Regions from separate parts of the Muntiacus reevesi genome. Here region 2 is linked to region 1. A link is a contact called in public Hi-C data. All regions are on one chromosome and are shown on one strand. The core of a region is the stretch at or near the end of the contact, and the rest is flanking DNA. Distances in the headings are between cores, read along the strand shown.

The links. Hi-C and Micro-C count contacts between places; a contact is called where the count stands out from the background.
Region 2: a contact with region 1 is called in a Hi-C map of blood, with 4 times the contacts expected there. The contact joins the promoter of SS18L2 here to the promoter of RPL14 in region 1. A contact is called at or near these places in 2 of 3 Hi-C or Micro-C datasets (blood and muscle).

Annotation. Positions count from the first base shown.
Region 1 is chr4:72,920,627-72,924,147 of mMunRee1.1, forward strand. RPL14 (ribosomal protein L14) reads left to right here and starts at 1,509. Exons shown (of 6, transcript XM_065935253.1): 1 at 1,509-1,570; 2 at 2,105-2,206; 3 at 3,030-3,124. The coding sequence starts at 1,568.
Region 2 is chr4:74,301,913-74,305,433 of mMunRee1.1, forward strand. It overlaps SS18L2 (SS18 like 2), which reads left to right and starts at 1,646. Exons shown (of 4, transcript XM_065933111.1): 1 at 1,646-1,781. It overlaps SEC22C (SEC22 homolog C, vesicle trafficking protein), which reads right to left and starts at 1,565. Exons shown (of 8, transcript XR_010662957.1): 1 at 1,430-1,565.

The DNA.
Region 1 (3,521 bases), core at 259-2,758:
AGTTTTTTTGGCACCAGCGACAAGTTTCGGGGAAGATAACTGCTCCCCTCCTGCTGTGAGTTCTGGTTGCGGGGAATTGGGGACCCCTGGATTATGTGGTGAAAAATGGACTTTTGGAGTACGTAAAACAAGTGGGACATAATCATTTAGTGAACTCTAGAAAAATAACTGGGGAATCCCAGTCTTTCCCAAAGTATTCAGTGAACGACTTGGGGAGCTTGTTTATTAAATGCAAATTCTTGCTCCTCTGCAGACCTGCAGATCAAGATTCTCTGATTGTAGAGTTAGGAAATGTGTTTGGGGGAAATAAATGCACAAATCATAAAGGTAGAGATTTGAATGTTCACAAACTGAACACACTCGTGTAACCAACACCCAGATGAAGAAACTCACCAGCAGCTCAAAAACCCCGCTTCCCCCTCCAAGCAACTGCTGCCTGCACCAGGGGTAAAAATGACCAACATAGATTAGTTTGCCTGATTTGAATTTTCTATAAATGAAATTACAGAGCATATACTGGAGACCTATAAAACAAATAGCCTGTATTTTTAAATGTCAGTAACACAGATAGGTTTATTACAGATTTTAAAAGATCAGATGTAACTAAATGCAGGTTGTAACCCTTCACAAGATTATAAGCCCTGAAGACTTTTTTCATTTGCTGCCAATGACATAAACGGAACAATTGCTAATAGTTAAATAAAGAGTGCAAATTAATAAATTAGGTGGGAATTTCCTGGTGATCCAGTGGTGAGGATCCTGGGCTTTCACTCTGGGTCAAGAGTCTGGACCCTTGGTCTGGGAACTAGGATCCTGCAAGCCTTGAGGCACAGCCAAAATAATACATACATACGTACATGTACATACATAAGTGTGTGTATATATATACACACATACATATAACTATTATTAACTTACTGAATTTTACTATTGTACTGATTATATAAAATTATGCCCTTGTTTCTAAGAAATATCACATTTAAGTGTAAAGGAACATCATGTCTGCAGTTTCCTCTCAAATGGGTCAAAAAAATTATTAAGCAACAGGATAATGTTAACATTTGGGAACTCGAAGTGACATGTTTAGGGGGATTACTTATACTTCTTCTGTAACTTTTCTGTAAAGTTTTAATTCTTTTAAGAAGAAAGGTTAATAAAAATTAATGGGGTCACTTACGGAGAGAAAAAAAATCGTACTAAGACATCAGTAACATTTAGACGAATAGTGAAGAAAATATGGAAGAACGTTAAAAGATGAAGTCGAAAGGACTGCAAACAGTCACAAAGGAAAGCACAGCTTCTGTGCTCTCCTGCACCCTGAAGTCTTAAGAAACAGTTGCTCACGCGCTGTGTCGATTAAGCCAAACCCACGAAACCCAACCTCGAAAGCATAGCCGAGCTCCAGCAGACTCCGCCATGTTTTCCCAGTGACCATGTGTGCGTACGTGCGTACGTCCCAACCAATCGGTGCCCACGTCGGCGACTCGTTCACTACCGGGGCGGGGCGGTCTTCTACACATGCGCAAGGTTGGGCGGGCCTTCTTCCTTCTCGCTGAACGCCGCCAACATGGTGAGTATCGCCTGCGCGGGCTCCATGTCTGGCCCCTATACCGCTCCAGCTTTGCCTGGGCTGAGGGCCGGAGGCGAGCAGCGGCGCTCAGCGGATCTTAGGTATTGTGCAGTGAGGTTCCCCGGGTGGGCAAGACCACAAGAGTTGGGAGCTTTCAGGATGCGCGCCCGAGGAGCGCGTGGAGGGCCCGGCATGCCGGGCGCTCGCTGGGTCACGCGTGCGCGCTCTGGCCGCCCCCGCCTCGTCGTTTCGGCGGCCAGTCGCCTAGCCAGCCCGCCGTGGCCGAAGCAGAGCGTTGCATGGTGGTCTGGCCGTGCTGGCTTCGTGGACCTGGAGGCCAGCGGGAGCCTGACTTGCCACCGTTCCCTCTGTGGATTTCGTCCGTCCTGGTTGTCCCATGGCACTTCGGCGTGTTTTCCTCAACATTCTTTTTTCCTGTTTTTAGCCATACTCTAAGTTACAAAGACGGCAAACTGGATCGTAGTTTTAATCAGTCTCGCTGTTCTCTCTCCCCCCCCCGCCTCCCAATTTTAGGTGTTCAGGCGCTTCGTAGAGGTTGGCCGGGTGGCCTACGTCTCCTTTGGGCCTCATGCCGGGAAGCTGGTCGCGATTGTAGATGTTATTGATCAGAACAGGGTAAGTGTAAGGAAAAGTGTCACGGCTTCACATGGCACTGGAGGCAGTGTAGACGACAGAGGTAATGGTTTCAACGGCCCTCTTAAGATAGTACAATGGGTGGTAGTTTTAGTTAAACAGCCAGCGCAGATAAGGGTTACAGAGCAGAGGCTTGAATTGACCTGTATTGCTGGGTTTGAGTAATACTTCTGTCTTTTAAACTAGGCAGTTTTTTTTTTTTTAATAAATTTATTCACTTTAATTGGAGGCTAATTACTTTACAATATTGTAGTGGTTTTCCTATACATTGACATGAATCACCTACGGGTGTACATGTGTTCCCTGTCCTGAACCCACCTCCCACCCCATCCCATCCCTCTGGGTCATCCCAGTGCACCAGCCTCGAGTACCCTGTCCCATGCATCAAACCTGGACTGGCGATCCGTTTCACATTTGATAGTATACATGTTTCAGTGAAACTAGGCAGTTTTAAACTAAAGGTGGGCTAAAACATTGGCGAGATGTAAATCATTATGTTCAATGCGAATTTGGAACAAAGCCAGTCCCATAGAAAGCCCTTGTTTCCTGTTGTCACTACTTGAGCACCACAAACTAAGGGATTGAGCAAAGATAGTTTTTTTTGGTGGGAAGTGGAAGGATTAAAGACAAAACTATATGTTGGGTTCTATGCTTAACTATTACTGCTAAGTCCTTTTTTAACCTTTAAGAAAGATTTTAAGTATAAGAATTTGATGATTCTGAAAAGACTAATATTATGTAGGATATCTGCATTTTGAATGCTGTTACATTTTTATACTGAGATCCTTGATCTTACCTCTTCTAGGCTTTGGTGGATGGACCTTGCACTCAAGTAAGGAGACAAGCTATGCCTTTCAAATGCATGCAGCTCACTGACTTCATCCTCAAGTTCCCGCACAGGTAACTATCCAACTATCACCCCCTCCCATAGTTTTATTAATACTAGTAAAAGTTCGCTTAATTTCATTTAAAAATGTTGTTGGTTATTTTTTTTTTTTTCTCTTGAGAATATAGTAAGCAGTGTGAGAGTGAGAGCCATTTAGAAGAGAGATTTGCATTGTAAAACTAGACATTATTTACTAATAAAATGCCTTGCGATCTGGTGGTTCTCTGGCTTTCCCTTTGTCCAGATTTCCCATTCTTTTTCTCTTGTACCCCTTTCTTTCAGGATTCACACAACAGAGAACTTCCTATATGTGTGGTTCCCTGAACATGTGTTAGTCAATTTTAGCTTTAGAACAAAAAATACTATCATTAGTTGAACTTTTCATATGTGTCAGCTAATAGTTAACATACC
Region 2 (3,521 bases), core at 396-2,895, 1.4 Mb after region 1:
CTGAATTGCTTGGGGATGAGGTAGCGAGGAGGGTACAGGTCAAGTTTGCCATTCCTTAGGAGCTAAGAAGAGTAGGGGATGGAATTTGATACCAACTAATAATATATGCCAGGTTTCCCAGGTGGCTCAGTGGTAAAGAATCCACCTGCCAACACAGGAAACACAGGAGACATCTAATGTTCGATCCCTGGGTCGGAAAGATACCCTGGAGAAGAAAATAGCAACCTATTCCAGTATTCTTACCTGAGAAATCTAATGGACAGGGAGCCTGGCGGGCTATAGTCCATGGGGTCGCAAAGAGTTGGACATGGCTGAGCACGCTCGCGCGTGCGCACACACACACACACACACACACACACACACACAATATTATACACCAGGCACTATGCTATGACTTATGATATTTAATGCTCATAACTATCTATGAGGTGGGCATAATCTACACTGGACAGATGGGGAAATGGTAGTTGTAAAGCTCAAGTGGTAGAGCTAGTATTCCACCCCAAACTTCCTACTCAAAAATACTGGAAAGCCTGTGATCGTTCCAGTACACTCTGTGTCTCTAAATCCAATCTTTGGGATTACAGCAACTCTATCTTGCTAAAACATTTCCTTTCCCTGGAGCATTCATACTTAGAATGAATCAGAGATCTGCTAATAGAAGGAGCCAAGACCTAGGGTTACACTAGCTACAACTGCTCCTCACTCATTGTATTCCTTTGGATAAGTCACTTTTTCTCTCTGATCAGCAGTCATCTTTGGATGCTTTTGATCTCTGAGGCTCTTTATAAGGATAAAAAGCTTTGGGACCCCAAGATGTTCTTTGTGTTGTAAACACAAACTTTTAGAGCTATAACAACATTGCCTAAAATGTGTTTTCCAGGGCAAACCATTATGTCAATTTAATTCTATTTAGCAATAAGGAAGTATTCAATTATTTACATTTTCATTTTACTAAAATTATCTCTATCAGAATCAATTCCTTTCTTTGTAAATTTAATGAAAATTGACCCTATCCACTGTCTGAATTTTATTTCTTTTCTGACCGTGTCACAAATTTCACCAATTACTTTTCACCACTGGGAATATTCTTTGGTGGCTTTGATGTCCACAAACCTAATTAAGCACCGAAGTGCTTAATCCTTCTGACACTGGAATCTAGACGTAATCCTATATCCCGCACATATGCTCATCACCTCCGACAACTGATGTTCACAAAAGCTGGTCTACTAAACTCAGTATCTGGTAAACCAAGTCTTACAAGATCTGCACGCTAAGGGAAGTTTGTTTGTTATTAAAATACTCTGACGTGAGGTTCGTGGATAATTAAGTAAACAATCATCCCATCATTCGGACACACCCCGTCTCCTCCCACTGTGGGCAGCGCTCCACCGGCAACTGGCAACTGAGGGTTCCCATAGGCTCGCACCTTGGGTCGTCCCGGAGTCAGGAGAGCAGCTGGCGGCAGAAAGGGGAGCTGAGACTTCGGGAAGCCCCAAGAAGCCCTGGAGAGCTAAACCGGGCCAGAGGGCCGGACGGGCCGGGGTAGGGGGGCTCCGCTTCCAGGCCCGCCCTGCGCCACACCCGACCCCGCCTGCTCTCGGCTAACGGACCGCAGCGCCCGCCTCAGCCCGCCAGCCCTCACCTCGCCCCGACAGCGGCCTCCGGGAGTCGGCGCCCTCCCGCCGAGCCACCCTCTGCCTCCTCTGCAATCAGCCCACCCGGCAGACCTGGCCCGGGTCACAGGCAGCCCAGGCACAGGCAGACGACCCTGCGCATGCGTGAGTCTTGAACCACAACATCCCTCTGCCCCCGCTTATTCGCTGGTGCCGAGCAACACCCACACCCAAACCGACCAATCCTGGCGCGCCTCCACTGCCGGGTCCCGGAGGAGTCTTGAATGAAGTACTGCTTAAAGGGCTTCGACCCAAATATAGATTGGGCATCGCTGGGGCGCGCCTTCCAACTTTCCTCGCGTCTCCCGGTTCTCACCCGCGTGAGTCTGAGGTCCAAGTATATAATTCCCACGTCCGGAGGTGCGAAGAGGCTTCGCAGTTTAAGCTTAGTTTCTGCCGGGTTCTGATGTGTGGAAGTAGGGAGGTTCCGCGTGACGGCGCGACACGCCCGGGGCGTGGGTTCAGCTATTTGCTGGGCGAGAGGCCCGAGATAGGCAAACCAAAGATCACAGCCTGCTGCCAGCCTGGATGAGGTGCCAAAGTCCGGTCCCAAGGGATACACTCCAATCTGGGGGGCGGACGTACTGATAGACTGGTGATCAGCTGAAAGGAGATGAGGAACGACGGTTCATCCATTTATTCATTTTACAAATTGTAAGCACCTGCTGCGAACCAGACACTATGCCAGTCACTGCGGACAAAACGAGTAACTCCTGACACTAAAACCTATATTAAGAAAGGAGAGAAGAGTGACAGAACCCATACTGCAATATACAACACATGTTTAAGTACAAACTGAGCTATGTATTCTCGGAGAGGAGCACTGGTTTTGAAAGGATTTACTGGAGCTTCTGGCCTGGATTTGGTGGTTCCAGGAGGCTTCCTTGACACTGGATGAGTAGTAGCTAACGAGGCAAAGGGTGGAAGAGTGCTTCAGACAGAGAAATGTATAAAGAACTCTGTGTGGACTATGGCAGGGCTCCTTGAAAGATGAAAACCAACCCTGGGTTGGGGAGTGGTGAGGGGAGGTGGGTGGGGAGTTGTTTAATAGGCACAGGCTTTCATTTGGGGAAAATGAAAAAGTTCTGGAAATGGATAGTGGTGATGTTTGCACAACAATGTAATGTACTATATATCACAGAACTGTACATTTAAAAATGGTGATAATGGTAAGTTTTGTGTTATGTATATTTTGTCACCAAAAAGGAAAAAAAAAAAAAACCTCAGAGTTTACAGAGTAAAGAAGTAGAGTGAAAGCCACTAGAGACTAGAAGAGGTAAGATCATGTAAGATATTGGAGGCCATAGTAGAATTTGGGACAGGTGAAAACTGATTGGATTTATATTTTGTAGAAATCACTTTGGCTGCTGACATTAAGATCAAAATGGAGAAGGCTCTTGGAAACTGTGGTAGGGCCAGTTGGGAAGTCAATGCAGTTGTCTGGACAAGAGAAGATGAAGCTAGAGTTTAGGCTAGAACAGTGTGAAGCAGAAGAGCACTGGGCAATCTGGGTAGAGACTGGGCAGAGAAATGTAGAAGTGAAATCAATAGGACTTGGTGATGAATTGGATGTGAAAGGGTGACAAAGTAGCTTCAAGGATAATGCCATTTTCCACAAGTGATGATTCATGAAGTTTATATTGCCAGCCCTTGGCCCTGATTTCCAACCAAATAGCCAGCCACAAACTTCAACATCTCCATTAAAGGTCACCTCAAATTGCACACATCCAAAGCTAATTTATCACTTAACCTTAGCCCTCTGTGGAATGGGATAAAACCTCCTCCATGGGATGAATAAAGGAACTGTGAAGAGAGAGCCCAGCAAAGCAAATGAGCCTGCTTGGA